2 separate regions of the Mus musculus genome follow, and region 2 is linked to region 1. Evidence: chromatin contacts called from public promoter capture Hi-C data. All regions are on one chromosome and are shown on one strand. The core of a region is the stretch at or near the end of the contact, and the rest is flanking DNA. Distances in the headings are between cores, read along the strand shown. Region 1 has its middle 27 kb from the start of Gm30443. Region 2 overlaps Ptpn13 (protein tyrosine phosphatase, non-receptor type 13).

What was found. Capture Hi-C pulls out chosen DNA fragments and counts their contacts.
Region 2: a contact with region 1 is called in a promoter capture Hi-C map of adipose tissue. The contact joins two enhancer-like sites. A contact is called at or near these places in 1 of 484 Hi-C or Micro-C datasets (nephron progenitors), 4 of 115 datasets of contacts at active chromatin or transcription factors (embryonic fibroblasts, embryonic stem cells, fibro-adipogenic progenitors and 1 more) and 3 of 9 other capture datasets (adipose tissue, liver and pancreatic islet).

Annotation. Positions count from the first base shown.
Region 1 is chr5:103,383,324-103,390,905 of GRCm38.p6, forward strand. No RefSeq gene overlaps it. Among named protein-coding and RNA genes, the nearest start is that of Gm30443, 27 kb to the left of the region's middle. Within about 2 kb of position 4,323, at least 93 of the 459 cell types and tissues checked have an H3K27ac peak or open chromatin away from gene starts, as enhancers often do. A contact at or near this core is called in adipose tissue, where this site is marked.
Region 2 is chr5:103,526,354-103,533,935 of GRCm38.p6, forward strand. Ptpn13 (protein tyrosine phosphatase, non-receptor type 13) reads left to right here. Exons shown (of 48, transcript NM_011204.2): 13 at 643-796; 14 at 2,411-2,549; 15 at 3,295-3,447; 16 at 6,866-7,048. Among named protein-coding and RNA genes, the nearest start is that of Slc10a6, 99 kb to the right of the region's middle. Within about 2 kb of position 3,043, at least 7 of the 459 cell types and tissues checked have an H3K27ac peak or open chromatin away from gene starts, as enhancers often do. A contact at or near this core is called in adipose tissue, where this site is marked.

The DNA of each region.
Region 1 (7,582 bases), core at 3,073-5,572:
ATTACAACTATATATGCATATCTATACACTGAATTATATGCATTATACTTTTTAAAAAGTAAACAGATCACGCTATGATCCCTACAGCCTTTTCAGCCATCCACATTGTTATTTTACCTGTCTCCCTCCTTCTATACATACCTCCTTCTCTCTTCTCTATACATTCCCCCCTTTCGCATGTCCCCTATCAGATCACTAACATTCTGCTACCCCCCCCCCATGTCCCTCGTCCTCCTCCCACCTTCTGCATCGGCCTTCCTCCTCCCTCCCCAAGGAGCCCCACCTTCCCCCATTTTTATGATCAGATGTCTTATACCCTGCCATTCTCTCGATCTTTCCCCAGCACCCCTATCCTGGCAATTGTCCCATTTTACTTGCCTGGGTTCTGGAGTCACTCCAGGGTACGTACTCACATCTGAAGCTTTGGAGCTAGGAGCCCTAATGAGAGAGAACCTGAAAGATTGTCTTCCTGTGCCTGGCTGGCCTCGCCCCTCACTCATTCTGATCTTTCCTAGTTCCATCTGCTTGTCTGCAAAATTCATGGTTTTATTTATTTATTTATTATTTTTTTTTTTCGAGACAGGGTTTCTCTGTATTGCCCTGGCTGTCCTGGAACTCACTTTATAGACTAGGCTGGCCTCAAACTCAGAAATTGGCCTCCCTCTGCCTCCCGAGTGCTGGGATTAAAGGCGTGCACCACCACACCCAGCTTTTATTTATTTTTAACCACCGAGTAGCATACCATTGTGTGCACTCGCGGCATCTTCATTAGCCATTCATCAGTTTAGGACACATAGGCGATTTCCCTTTCCTAGCTATTGTGAATAACAGAACAGCAATGGACATGACTGAGCAAGATCTCTGGAGTAGGAGGTCAAGTCCTTTGGACACGTGCCAACAAGTGCTATACTATAGCTGGGTCATACATAGATTTTTGTTTAGCTTTTTGAGGACTCAATAAATTCCATCCTGGTGTATCAGTTTGCAATCTGACCAACAGTGAAAGAGGATTCCCTTTCACCCGGCGTTTATTCCCAGTTCTTCATTGATCTTTCCAGTCTGGCTGAGGTAAAATGAAGCCTCAAAGTTATTTTGATTAGCATTTTCTAATTGTTAAAGATCATGAACATTTTTTTGAGATATTTCTTAGCCATTTTTTTCTTCTTTTGAAAAGTGTCTATTCAGGTCCCAGGCCCATATTTCAAATGGTTCACTTATGGCCCTTTTCCTGCCTTACTCTTTGTTTTATGAGTGCTTTGTGTATTCTAGACATTAAACCTCTCAGATAAAACACCTGGCAGACATTCTCTCCTGATTCTCTAACTGGGAGTTTTGGTTTTATGAAGACTCACTTGTCAATGGTTGGCCTTACTTCTTGGGAAACTGGACTTCTGTTCAGGAAATCCTTCTGTTGCAGGGTTTCCTCTCTCCAATCACATTAGGGAAGTGTCAGGCCTGTGATTGGACAGGAAAAGGGAGGCGGAACTAGGAGTTTGGGGACCAGGGAGAGAGAGAAAACGAGAGAGAGAGAGAGAGAGAGAGAGAGAGAGAGAAAGAGAGAGAGAGAGGGAGGGAGGTCCCAGGGGGAGAAGGAGAGACGCCAACATGGAGGCAGACCAACAGAAAGATGATCCTGATCCCACGTGGTTTTAAACACCCACAAGTAGCTAAGATTTTCACAAGGTTAGAATAATTGGGTTAAAGCTCTATCTTTATCAACTGGCTATGAAATTATTGTGTTGGCATCTTGTAAATTGTGATCTTATTGTTATATAAATCTGATCTGATGAATAAGCTTTAAGAGTCATGTTTCTACTGGGTAACTAGGTGTTGAGATGGCTGATCGTGGGGTGTGTGGGGCGTTGCGTGAAAGTAAGATGAACTCGCTAGCTCAGCGGTGAGAGCACGCGGAGCGGGACCCCACTGGGACATAGGGTTGTGGTCCGCCATTACTGCTACTAGAGCAGGAACACAAACCGGCAGGGCAGGAGAGATGGCAGGCTGACTTTTTAAATATTTCCCCGCAACATCCTTCTGTGGAGAGCGAACAATCGCCATTATAAGATGGTGCTGGCCTCCGCTGTGCCTAACTAGTAAACAAGCCTTGTACGCAGGTGCGAGAGTGAACTCATTCCTAGTCACTCTCATTATCGGGGTGTAATAGTGGGGTGATGGGCGAGCAACGAATCAGGAGCTGTCACGCCATATCAGGTGCTGAAATGTCACACCGCAAAGCGGAGCCATTTTCCCTGTTCAGGGTCTTCCTGAAGAAGTAAGCAATAAAGCTTTTGCCGCGGAAGATTCCGGTTTGTTGTGTCTTTCTTGCCGGTCGAGTGGGACACAATATCCTTCCTCATATCTATGTCTTCTAGGACACTGCTTATGCTGTCCTCTGGAAGTTTCAGTGTTTCAGGTTTAGGTCTTTGATCCATTTGGAGTTAGTATGAGAATTTAAATTTATACAAGTAATATATAAAAACCTAATTTATGTAAGACTATAGATCCAGATCTAATCTCATTCGTGGACATCCAGTTTTCCCAGCCCCATTTGTTGAAGACACTTCCTTTGTCAGCATATGTTATCCGAGTCTTGGTAAAATACTAAGTGGCCACCCTTGGGCCTTTGATTTTGTTCCTTTGTCTTATGTTTCGGTTTTTGTATCAATAACTATTGTTTCTGTTACTACAGCTCTAATGTATCTTAAGACCTAGAATGGAGATCCTTCCTGCGTTGTTCTCTTTGCTCAGGATTACTTTGACTCTTCAGGGTCTTTGCAACAGAATTTCTAGCATTTATCAGCTCATGGCCATCTGAAATAAAAGCTACCTTTCACAAACTCCTTTGACTTAAATATCTTCCTATCCTGCGGTAAAATGTTGACAAGAAGAATGTAAACCTTTCTAGGGAGTCGTCTCAAGGGGACAGGACAGGCCTGTCTCTGTCCATATCTTCTTCCTGGTAACTGGCCTGCACACGTGATGAGCGGAGCTGACTCAGCTCTTCCGCAGGAGAAGTGGACTTTTAAGCAGAGGCTACAGCAGAAGCCTGGTTCTCTTATTTCATACAGTGCTATATAAACCACGCTGAACATCTGGACGTGACCATTTGAAACATGGCTAGTCTAAAGTGATCTGAACAAATGTGTATGATAACAGAGACGCCGGGCTGAAAGAATGTTCATTACTGTTCTCAAGGCTGTGGCAAAATGCCTTACAAAGCAACTTAAGGTGGGGCGTTTCTCTTGGCTCACAGTTTACATAGATTAGGAGCTGGTGTTGCAAGGCAATGGTAGAATAACTTAGTATGCAGCAGGCCCTAGATTCAAATCTCAATCACACACATCAGCACATGCACATGCTCTCTCTCTCTCTCTCTCTCTCTCTCTCTCTCTCACACACACACACACACACACACACACACACACACACACACTTGTAGAAAACTTGACAAAGCAAGTTTGGTTGGCATGTCTATGCCTGTGAGATAGCCAAGATCCTCTTGAAAAGATTGATTAGGACTGGAAATTATAAGTTGGAATTGGATAGAGGTTTTGAAATCATAAAAAGATGTCCTAGAATGATGTCTTAGTCACTATTCTATTGCTGTGAAGAGACCGACCCCATAACCAAGGCAACTCTTACAAATCACAAAAGTGGGGTGGAGTTACAGTTTTAGAGGGTTAGCCAATGATTATCATGATAGGAGGCAGGCAGGCAGGAAGGATGCTGGAGCAGTAGCTGAGTGTTTTACATCCTGATCCACAAGTACCATGCAGAGAGACACACACACATCCGCCATCAAGGACACACTTCCCAATCCTTCTGAATAGTTTGTGAGCTGAGGAGGACTAAGCTTGCAAATCTAGATGCCTATGATTGGCATTCTCCTTCAAACCCCACAGATGTGAATGAAATCGTATCTCTAAAACTGCAGAAAAAAGGATCAGAGAGTGAGAAGATGAGATCCGAGGAGGGAAATAGAGCGTGGAGGGCATGTCAGAAAACAATTCATGTTAGTATCACACCCTACTGTAAATACTGAGTTGAAAAAATAAAATAGTCTGGGCTCTATTTGCCCTTAAGAAACTGGCTAGAATGGACAACTTGACTGTCTGTGTCTAATAAAATGCCGGATTTGAGTATATCATTTGCCTTAAATTCCACAATGTGCAGGGGAGCTTGGGGTTTTTAGGTCCCTATGGCAACAGGGAAAACCTTGACCTTGCTTTTAACTCCCTTCCTCGTTTAAACAGCTGAGGTCTGGGCAAAGGAGATGGCGGAAGTGCTCTGGAGTGCTCATCAAGACTGTGGCTGCAGGCCAACAAGCAGAACACATTGGCTCTGTACTGTTAGTGACCCGGCAAACTACAGTTCTGGTGGTTTTGTGAGCCACTCAGCCCCTCAGCAGCTCTGAGACTCCTCTTTCACTCTTTCTCCCAGCGCCACTGAGTAAACAACAGGCCCAACATCCTCTGTGTGACTTCCAATCTTAGCTCCAACCACTAAGCCTAAACACTCACAGTCATCTGCACAGAACCACTCCCCTTGAGCCTTCCCTGTTGAGTCCCAGGCACTCACTCAGTTCCCAAGAGCCCTTGTCTGTCAACACCCAAAAGCTGTAGCTTGCTACAGGCCTGCACATGCTGGCAAGAGACGAGGCTTCTGGGCCGGGGAAGAAGGACTCTATCCCTTGCGGAACAGCGGACAGCATGTGGTTCATGTTCCTGCCATTTGGTCTGCACTTGTCTGGGGAGTGTGGTGTGAAGCAGCGACGGGGACTTTTGCATTGGTACTTGGTCCACACACCTGCTAAGAGACTGAGCCCGGCAAACACCAGCAGCTTAGAGCTGCTGCCAGACCTGCAAACCTTTGTCCTGGGAGGAAACTTATCTTTGTGAAAGGGAGCAAACAAACCTGCCCTCTGCTCTAGCGACAGAGATGCTCCTCTTGCAAGGTTGTTCTCTATACAAGCGCCCATGAAAAGAGAATCCCAAGGGTTCAGCCATTCTTCCCAGGGCTGTGCAGCAACATGAGCTCTATGGAGAACTCTCTCCCTCCCAGTCCGAGGCTCATACCATCCTTCCTTTTCCCTCTCTGAAACTCCTTCTTGCACACCTTTTATAGATATATTTATTATAAACCACTCTCATTATATTTTAATAAATCAATATTCCTTAATGACAGATTTCTACTCTTAAACCCATAAACATAAAATGCTGGCCAGAACTGCCATGATAACAAAGTATTGCAGGAGAGAGGAAGCTTGTTAGATAGCTCATGGACAGAAGGAAGTAAAAAAAAAAAAAAAATAATAAGAAATTAACATTACTTCATTCTGCCTGTATTGTGAGATCACTAAAGAGTAGAAAACACGGGCTGGTGAGATGGCTCAGTGGGTAAGAGCACCCGACTGCTCTTCCGAAGGTCAGGAGTTCAAATCCCAGCAACCACATGGTGGCTCACAACCATCCGTAACGAGATCTGACTCCCTCTTCTGGAGTGTCTGAAGACAGCTACAGTGTACTTACATATAAATAAATTAATCTTAAAAAAAAAAAAAAAAAAAAAAGAGTAGAAAACACAGACCTTTATGAAATATAAGATACTGACATGATCATTATTTCCCTAAACCGTACCACCATGGTTAAATGACTTCACACACTCCAATCTCCCCAAGGAAGGGGCTAAAGCGTGTCCTCAAAATCCCAGCACCACAAGGGAGATCTTGAGTTTAAGACCAGCCTGACCTATGTAATAGGAACTTGGTAAGGAAGAAAAGAGAAGAAACAAGGAGAGAAGGGACAGAGGGAAGGATAGAGAGGGAAGGAGGAAGGGAGGAGCAGAAGGAGGAAGAGAGGGAGGGAGAAGGGGAGAGAGTGGGAGGGAGAGAGGGAGGGAGGGAAGGAGGAAGGAAGGGAGGGAGGAGAGAGAAAGAAATTTAAAAAAAAAACAAAACCAAACCCTCTTCCTGTTCTTGAGCATCTAAGTCCAATCATTTTTATTTCAGATTGTATCCAAAATGTCGTCACTCCTCACCATTTCTACAGCCACTAATTTAATTGGTCCTTTTATGATTTCCACCCTTACTAATGCCACATCGTCCTATGTGGGCACTTTCCCATCAGCCCCCTGCAGTCTGTCCTCTAACATTCCTGTTATAATTTCCTTTCTTACTAACCAAATATGATGATCTCTTTCCCGTTGTCTCTGATTTCCCACTAGCTGTTCTCCAGAAGCCTTTTGTCTGGGTACAGTCCCCTCCTGATGCAAGTCTGTTCCAGTTTCACTTCCCTTCTACTTCCCACTGCAACCCTAAACTCAGACCACAGGGAGCCTCTCACATATCTCTCCAGATCTCCATGCCTCTGCACATTTTGTTCTCTTCGCCTGAAATGCCCTCTCTTCTTCTCTGTGCATAGCAAATTCCCATCTGTTTCCAGGCCTTTCCACGGTCCAGCCTTCTGCAGCCATCTCGCTTGCTATGTGGACTTTTATCTCTGTATATCTGTTTATATCCATGCTTGCCACTTTTTCTAGACTAAATTGTGCATGTGTATCGTCATCGGTCTTCCATACTTCTATCCTGAGTCCCTAAGTTGAATGTCTTTTTTTTTTTTTTTTTCGGTTTTTCGAGACAGGGTTTCTCTGTATAGCCCTGGCTGTCCTGGAACTCACTTTGTAGACCAGGCTGTCCTCGAACTCAGAAATCCGCCTGCCTCTGCCTCCCAAGTGCTGGGATTAAAGGCATGCGCCACCACCGCCCGGCCATAAGTTGAATGTCTTAAACATATCTGAGTATATGCTCATTAGCTTAACAACTTAATTTCCTATAGTATTTAGCCTTAAACTAAATCTCAAACAACTAAATAATAGTATTTTATACATTTCCATGCTCTATGTTGTATTTATTGAATCTCTACATCTTTCCTGGAGTTCTTTCGTTTTGGTCATTTAAACACCACACTGAACAAGACCTTGGTAAGATGGCTCAGTGAGTAAGGTCTTGATACCATAAACCTAAGTTTGAATCCCTGAAATCAGACATGAGACCACAGAGATGCCTCAGTGGATAAAAGTGCCTGCCACCAAGATGACCTGAGTTATATCCCTGAGATCTACATGAGTTATATCCCTGAGATCTACATGGTGGAAAGAGACAAGCCATTCCTGCAAGTTGTCCTTTGCTCTATACACAGGCACACACACATGCACAGGAGCACACACACAAGCACACATTAAGTGTAATTAAAAAGATTTTTAAAGCTGGGCATGGCAGCACATGTTCATAAACTCAGGCCTGACAGGCTAACTCCTCAAAACTCACTGGCCAGGGAGCCTCGCCGAACCATGAGCTTCAGATTCAGTGAGAGATTGTGTGTCTCAAAAAGTAAACACTGAGGGTGACTGAGGAAAAGACACCTGACAAAAATCCTGGGCCTCCACATGCACACCCATCACACACAGAGACACACATACACATACATGCACACACACACATGCATGCACACACACACACACAAACAAGCTAAAATAAATGTGCATAGTGAACTATCACATGGGAAGGAAATCAGGCTTACATTTT
Region 2 (7,582 bases), core at 1,793-4,292, 140 kb after region 1:
AATGAATAATTCATCCTGTAGAGTCACCCATTAAGTGTGCAATCAGTACTTTTTTTTTTTAAATCTCGATTTAAAATAAAGAAATGTAGCCCCAGAGGGGTGGAAAGAGCTAGGACCTACCTCTAGGACTTACTCACCCCACCCCCATCCTGGACTGACCAGATAGTGTTGTCTACCCGCAGATACCTTTGAGACAGATCTCTTAATTTCTTAAACATTCTGTGCACGTCAGGCTTTATAGACCAGCTGTTTAATTAGTGACTACTAGCTAATACTCACTGCAGACCTGTGCTCTAAGGGTTGGCTTCCAGCGCACTTTATTTTGTCATTGGATTATTATAATATCCTACAGTGCAGAATCTAGCATCATCCTGGTCTTACCGACAGGGAGATCGATGCCCGGGGTGGAAGAGGAATTTATCTCACGGGCAGTAAGACATGGCTGGGATCTCAGTCCAGGTCTGCCTGTCTCTGTCTGCTTTTGAAGACTGATCCACACTGAAGCCAGCCTTATGCAGTGCTCAGCCCCTGCTGTACTTCTGAAGGGCCTTGTTCTTTTTTTTTTTAATACATTCAACAGAGATGAAGACATCAAAGGAAAACTCTCCATGCTTGCTGAATGCCTTTCTCATTCTGTTTCAGAGAATGAATATTTCTTTGTTGATCCTGACTTAAAATTAACCAAAGTGGCCCCGGAGGGGTGGAAGGAAGAACCGAAGAGAAAGGGCAAGGCCGCCGTTGACTTTACGTTGTTTTTCCGAATTAAATTTTTCATGGATGATGTTAGTCTGATACAGTGAGTGCACAAGGCTTTCTCTCTTGCTCTTTCCGGGCCCGCTCTGCTGACCTCTTTATCCGACTGGCACAAACCCCTTGATTTGGATCCAGGACGATCTCTTCTTTTTCATTTAAAAGAAACGTAACGATCCTCCTTCATCCGTGTTCTTGTGGCCATGGTTTCAGTCACTAGTGCTCATTCATGATCAGACACCGCTCTGGAAAATTCCGTCCACAAACAGTTTTCATTCCTCTCTGTTATGTGGCGCTCTGAGTGTTTTGATGAAATCTGTCACCCTTTACACTCTGCCTAGGGCACAAGCTGTCCCTTCACCCCGGGTACCCGTGCAGCGTTCACCTCCTGCCTGTTAATTGCTTAACTGCCTCATGTCATCAGTTCAGTGACACCACTGTGCTCCTGTTGGCGAAGCCACTACTTACTGGTGACTCCAAAGCACAGGAGTTGTGACTGGCAGCTCTGGCAGGCCAGGGAGCTGTACAGTGCTTCCTTAAAGAGAGCAGGTAAAAGCTCTTGACCTAGCAAGGAAGCGAGACACTCTGTGAGACTGAGTTCCCTGTCATCGGTTACTGCCCCTAAACTGTACATTAGCCTTGACCCAGCAAGTGTGCGCTTAGGGAAATGCTTTGTACAAGGTCTGGTACTTTTCATAACTTCAGGCATTTGTACAGCTCATGGAGTGTTCATATGGCCTGCAAACTAACGTGCTGTCAGTATTGCCCTTAAACAATTTCTTTTTAAAAAAATTGTTTTATTGGAAAAAAAATAATTCTGGTCACATTTTCTCCTTCCTTATCTCCCCCAGATTCTCCCCACTTACTCAACTCCTCTCTCATTCTCTCTCTCTCTCTCTCTCTCATAACAAAGTAAATAAACAAGAAAAAGAAATACACACAGAAACCCTCAAAACCAGAAAGCAAAATACACAAACAAATGACCAAGAAGACAAAATAAACAAGCGCAAACAAAGCAAATTGAAACAGAAGGTCTACAAACTACCACTGAGTTGGGTTTGTGTTGCCTGCCTACAACTGGGCTTGAACCTGCTCTTAAGTATGGGCGCCATGCCCCAAGAGACTCCACTGGAGAAAATAATTTTTCCTTTGCAAGCAGTTATCAATTGCAGGTAGCTTTTTGGTTATTGGTAGGAGCCTGTGTCCACTCCCCACTCTCAGGACTGAGACCCTGTCGGGCTTGAACCTGTGCAGGTCTGTATGTGCTACCAGTCTCTGTACACCAGTCCTGGGTCCTGTATGCCCAACACAGAGCCATGCAACTTACAGTGTGTCACCTCCTCTGCCACATAGCTCCCTGAACCCCGAGGGCAGGGTTTGATGGAGACATCCCCTTTAGGACCAAGCGCTCCAAAGCCTCTCACTTTCTGCTCATTATCCTGCCGTGGCTCTCCCTGTTAGTTCCCATTTACTGCAACAAGAAGCTTCCTGATGGTGGCCAAGCAAGGCAGTGGTCGAACTTGCACTTTGAGTGCCCTAAAACAGCTTAATAACAACCGTAGTTGGAAACATATATGTTAGAAACTATGCATATGATCAGAATCCTCCCAGGATTTGACCTCAAAAGTCAAGGTATGCGTGTGCACCCATATTTCAACAGACATGACCTCACGTGCCATCAGTATTACCTTCAGCTGAGGAAAGACCTTCTGGATGAGAGGGTGCACTGTGACGACGAGGCCGCCCTGCTTCTTGCATCCTTGGCTCTCCAGGCAGAGTATGGAGATTATCAGCCAGAGGTAGGCTTGTTTTCCTCGTGCCTGATGAAGTAGGTATCGGTAAATGTGTTCATTTTCTATCTGTGTTTTGCTTTGCTTTGCTTCGATGCTGGCTGTCAAAACCAGGGCATGCCAGATAAGCGTTTCCCACCGAGTTACATCATCAGCCTTCGCACTATTCTTAGCGGAAATCATGGCTGACCTTACAATGATCTTAAACTCCTTTGGTTCCTCATAGTGCCCTGGCTCACCACACACGGACCTATCCCATAGATGGATTCTGATTATTCTGTTTAAAACTGTCTTGTTTTGGAGGTTAGGGTTATCGAGCTCCAAACCCTCTATCCCCCATATTCTAAGCAATAAAGAGACTCAGTAGAGGACGTATTGGTCAAGAATGGACTTGAGGATGCCTTTCACACAGTGTCAGGCCGTGCCAGGCAGAGGCCATGGTACAAAGAACCATGCTCAAAGCTCCATGTTCTTGAATGAAAGAGACCTAGTAGGAAGCAGATGATAGATCCTGCCCACTGCATTACCACATTACGCTTCAGCTGTAATGGCACAAGGCCCTCTGTGTCCTCCCTTGAGACTTGCCAATAAGTCCAGCTATTCTAACTCACCAAAGAAGAGAGAGATGCATTCTCTAGAGAGAGGTTAAAGCATTTCTTCTCTCAGCAGAGACAAGAACTTTAAGACAGGAGGAAGAGGCCTGACATCAGCGATAGGCAAGCAGGACTGTTGACAACAGCATTCTTCCCCCTAGGTTCATGGCGTGTCCTACTTTCGCCTGGAACATTACCTGCCCGCCAGGGTGATGGAGAAGCTGGACGTGTCCTACATTAAAGAAGAGTTACCCAAACTGCATAACACCTATGCAGGCGCTTCCGAGAAGGAGACAGAGCTAGAGTTCTTAAAGGTAAGCATGCAGAGTGACCAGTAATAAGCAGTATTGCAGGTTCGTAGAAGCTGGGGGTTGGTATCTGACCCTCTGCAGTCTCCGGCTGCTTGCTTCTGCTTTCTGCCTGAAACTATAGCAGTTTAGTTCTCGTCTGTGAAAGAGAAAACGCAGCTCAAAGAAATCATGATGCTTTATGGTCGGGAGCACCATGGGGACAGAACCCTTACTTAAACCCACACCTGCTGCCTTCCTGTGAATCCTGTGTCTTCACCCTGTTCTGTGTCTGAAAAATCAAGCTGTTTCACAAAAAGAAACAGTTGAACTGACTGAGTAGGTGTGAGGGGCAAGTTCACACTCATTCTAGAACTGCTTACCCTTGTTCTGCAGATGAGAATTGGTCTTTGTATGAATGATAATTACCTCATAGATACAAAACGTCTGAAAAAAGTGGCTCATGGGTTGAGCTTTGCCATCAGCTTCGTGTTAGCTTACGGATAAATAAAGTGTATTTATGATAGGAAAGGGTGAACTAAGTAAGCTTTCAATATAAGAAGCTTAGAGAACATTCAGTTCCAGCAGCCACGGGGAGAGTATACCTTCTGTTTGCTGATCCATAGTGTAGAGAGCCAAGTTTCTCATTCCATACATATCTCAGAAGAGGCGTCATAACATCTCTAAAGTTTTTTATCTTTAAGGGATTCGTGATAAGAAAGCCAAAGAGGGTTGCTTTCAGTGCACACTTGAGGTCAGGCTGTGAACTCAGTTCTCCATAGCCGTTGTGTTCAGTACCTGGACGCGCTCAACAGCAATGTGTGTTTATAAGGATGCTGAAGCTCTGCAGCTCTCTAGCCACCTCCTCAAATGCAGCGCAGGTCCCGCTCTCCGCAGAGACAGCTGTGTTCTCCTCTGCCCTTTCCATCTTAGCCCTGAGGGTGGGTAAGAAGTGATGGTGTTTAGGGTATTTAAAGATAGCTTTTAGATTTATTGATTTCTAATATTGCTTGTACATACACACACACGTGTGCAAATTATGTACATGTTTGTGTCTGTGTGTGTGTGTACGTGCACACGTAAGTGTAGGTATCCATGGAAGCCACATTGTCCCAGCTCTAGAGCTGGACTTATACACTATTGTGAGTCACTCTACATGGGTGCTGGGAATCTGTATAGAGCAGTGTGTGATCCTAAGCACTGAGTCATTTCTTCAGCCCCAGAATTACAAGTTTAGTTTAGTTTGTCTTTCTTACTATTTTCATTGACTATTTTCTTGTGTTTCATTTTCCACTTACCTAGCTGCTTTTTTCATATGTACACTTAAACATTTTTCAATTTCACTCCCATCCGATTGACTCAGCAAAGCATGCTTCCATTATATATTATGGATATAGTTCCTTTGCCAGATGCATGCCTGACATATACTTATTTCTCAGTCTGAGTCTGCCCTTAAATTCTGTCACTGACTGTCAGAAGCCATTTAAGAAAAGCTAAAGACATGCAAGTGGAGATGGCCCACCATTTTTTATGGCCTGCTATGGATGAGCACTAAGAATGCAGGGTTCTTAGAGACTTCATCCCAGGATTGCTTTTTGTAGTTGATATATCTTTCCTGTCACTATTAGACAGCCTAATGATTCCTGGGCATCTGCCCACCCTATTACGCAGACTTTCTACAAATCAGCATGAAGATGTACTCTCATATAGTAATGCTGTGGAGACAAGTTGATGATTTCATAATTCCTAATAATAATTTTATAGAGTTCCTAAATTTATGCAAGTACAAGTCCTCTATAGTATAGAAGCTGCAGGTAGAGCTCTGTAGAGCTTCATGTGTCACAGGCTAATTGCACGAAAAAAAGAAATCAGGCTTGGAACAAGTTTACAATGAAGGAAAACATTCCTTTAGGTCAGGTATGAGATCGTTCCCTGGTCACTCGAGGTCATGAACTGGGAATGGAACATGTGTTGTAGGTACAAGGACAAAAAATAAAGCATTGACTAGTTTATCTATACAAAACTAGTAACACACAAGGCAAATGATTTGTCTCTTGACAAAACCATGGTAACTTATGGCATAAAAATTTTAGCTTTAAACTTATAATGAACTTATGGGGTGGGGCTAATAACAGATAATGAATCTTTAGTGAGATACCAGTCTTAATGGAAGGACATGTAAACAATGTTGCGGTAACTCTTTAAACCTTATCGATCTATGACATGAATCCATGCCTTAAACTTACTATGAAATTATTGGAATGTAAAAGTATTTAGAAGACCATATAATTTATTACCCCACTTTGATGTTTGCCTGACAGTCGTGTGAGATAATCTTAGAGACAGTATATATATTGAGAACAGAAAATTGTGGTTGTTGGAGCTTGCTGTATGGAGCTTTGCACCTCCCACTAAGTAAGTGTATATGTATGTGTGTGTGAGAGAGAGTGTGTATGAGTGTGTGTGTGTGTGTGTGTGTGTGTGTGTGTGTGTGTATGTAAAGTGGTTGGAACCTTTCTTTCTCTACTTTATCCAGAATGAGTGTTTTTTTCTTAGTGCCTGAATATTCTCTCATTTCTTTCTTTTATTCTTTCTTTTCTTTTCTCTCTGGTTCACGAAGAGTTAAAGAACTGGCACCTGCCACATTTTCAGTGAGGGACCCTAGAGCCAGAGAGAAAAGAGACTATTAACTAAAACTGACTGACTTCTTTCTTTCTTTCTTTCCTTCTTTTTCTTTCTTTTTTTTTAAAGATTTATTTTATGAATGTGAGTACACTGTGGCTGTCTTCAGACACATTAGAAGAAGACATCAGATCCCACTACAGATGGGTTGTGAGCCACCGTGTGGTTGCTGGGAATTGAACTCAGGGCTCAGGGCCTCTGGAAATGGTTCCAGTTTTCATAACTGCTGAACCATCTCTCAAGCCCAAATCCCCCCCCACCCCCCGCCCCTGCCCTTAGTCCCCTGCTGCTAACAGCAGGAGCTAATTATCAGAAGCCGGTGGCTTTTGGTCTTAGAATAGCATAGAGTTAAAGGAAGAGAAAAATTCATAAATAGTAAGCATCTTTAGCCCCACAATCAATGACAGACAGCCATTGCTCACCTCCCTGGGGGACCTTGTGACAGCAGGCTGGTTACCAGCGACAGACTTCTTTTGTTACTGCTAGGACTTCTTGTTGCTTCTTTTAGTGTTTTTCATGTCCTGACTTAGCGCTCTCGGCCTCATCCACCCTTACAAGTTCTCTAAGTGTCAGACACTTGGCTCCTTCCTCTGTTTAGCCCTCTGATGTGGTTTGGGTTTGTTTTCATTTGTCACTTAAAGTGAGTACTGGGAATACATTTTCGGAATATGGATGTCACATGTTACTGAGTGCGCTGACCCAAGTCTAACTCCTCCCCTGTACACCACTGTTAACGCACGTGCATCACCCTGTGTTCCAACAGGTCTGCCAAAGGCTGACAGAGTATGGAGTTCACTTTCACCGGGTACACCCTGAGAAGAAGTCACAGACAGGGATACTGCTGGGGGTCTGTTCCAAAGGTGTGCTGGTCTTTGAGGTTCACAATGGAGTCCGTGCCTTGGTCCTTCGCTTCCCGTGGAGGGAAACAAAAAAGATTTCCTTTTCAGTATGTCTATTTTAAACTCTTTGTTAACTGGTGTAACCGATTTTAATTGTAACCATTTACTGACTTTCCATGGTAAACCTTAGTACTACATAAAGCTCTTTCCACTTTTTAGTTGTAGGCGATCTTACTGAGATTTCGCTTCTGGTTTCTGGTTTTGTTTTGATTTTCTGAACACCTAGGGATGCATTCCTAACTGGTTATATGCTCAATTAATTTGAGTTAAATTACAACTGAGTTGGACTCTACTAGATGAAAACTTATTCTATAGCCATGATCTCTCAAGTAGAGGAACACCCTGATATTTCTAAGATAGGTGATTATCTCCCTTCTAATGAGCCTGTGATGCTCACGGGTGGGGCTCTCAGAGGCCAGAGGTCCGCTGACCACTGAGCTTCATAAACTAATGCCATGAATTGCTGAAATTTTAGAGTCTAGCCTCTACCGTGATATTATTAGAAAAGTGACTTTTAGCAGGGGGGTGGGAAATGCATTTAAAAAGGTAGTTATCACCGGGCGTGGTGGCTCACGCCTTTA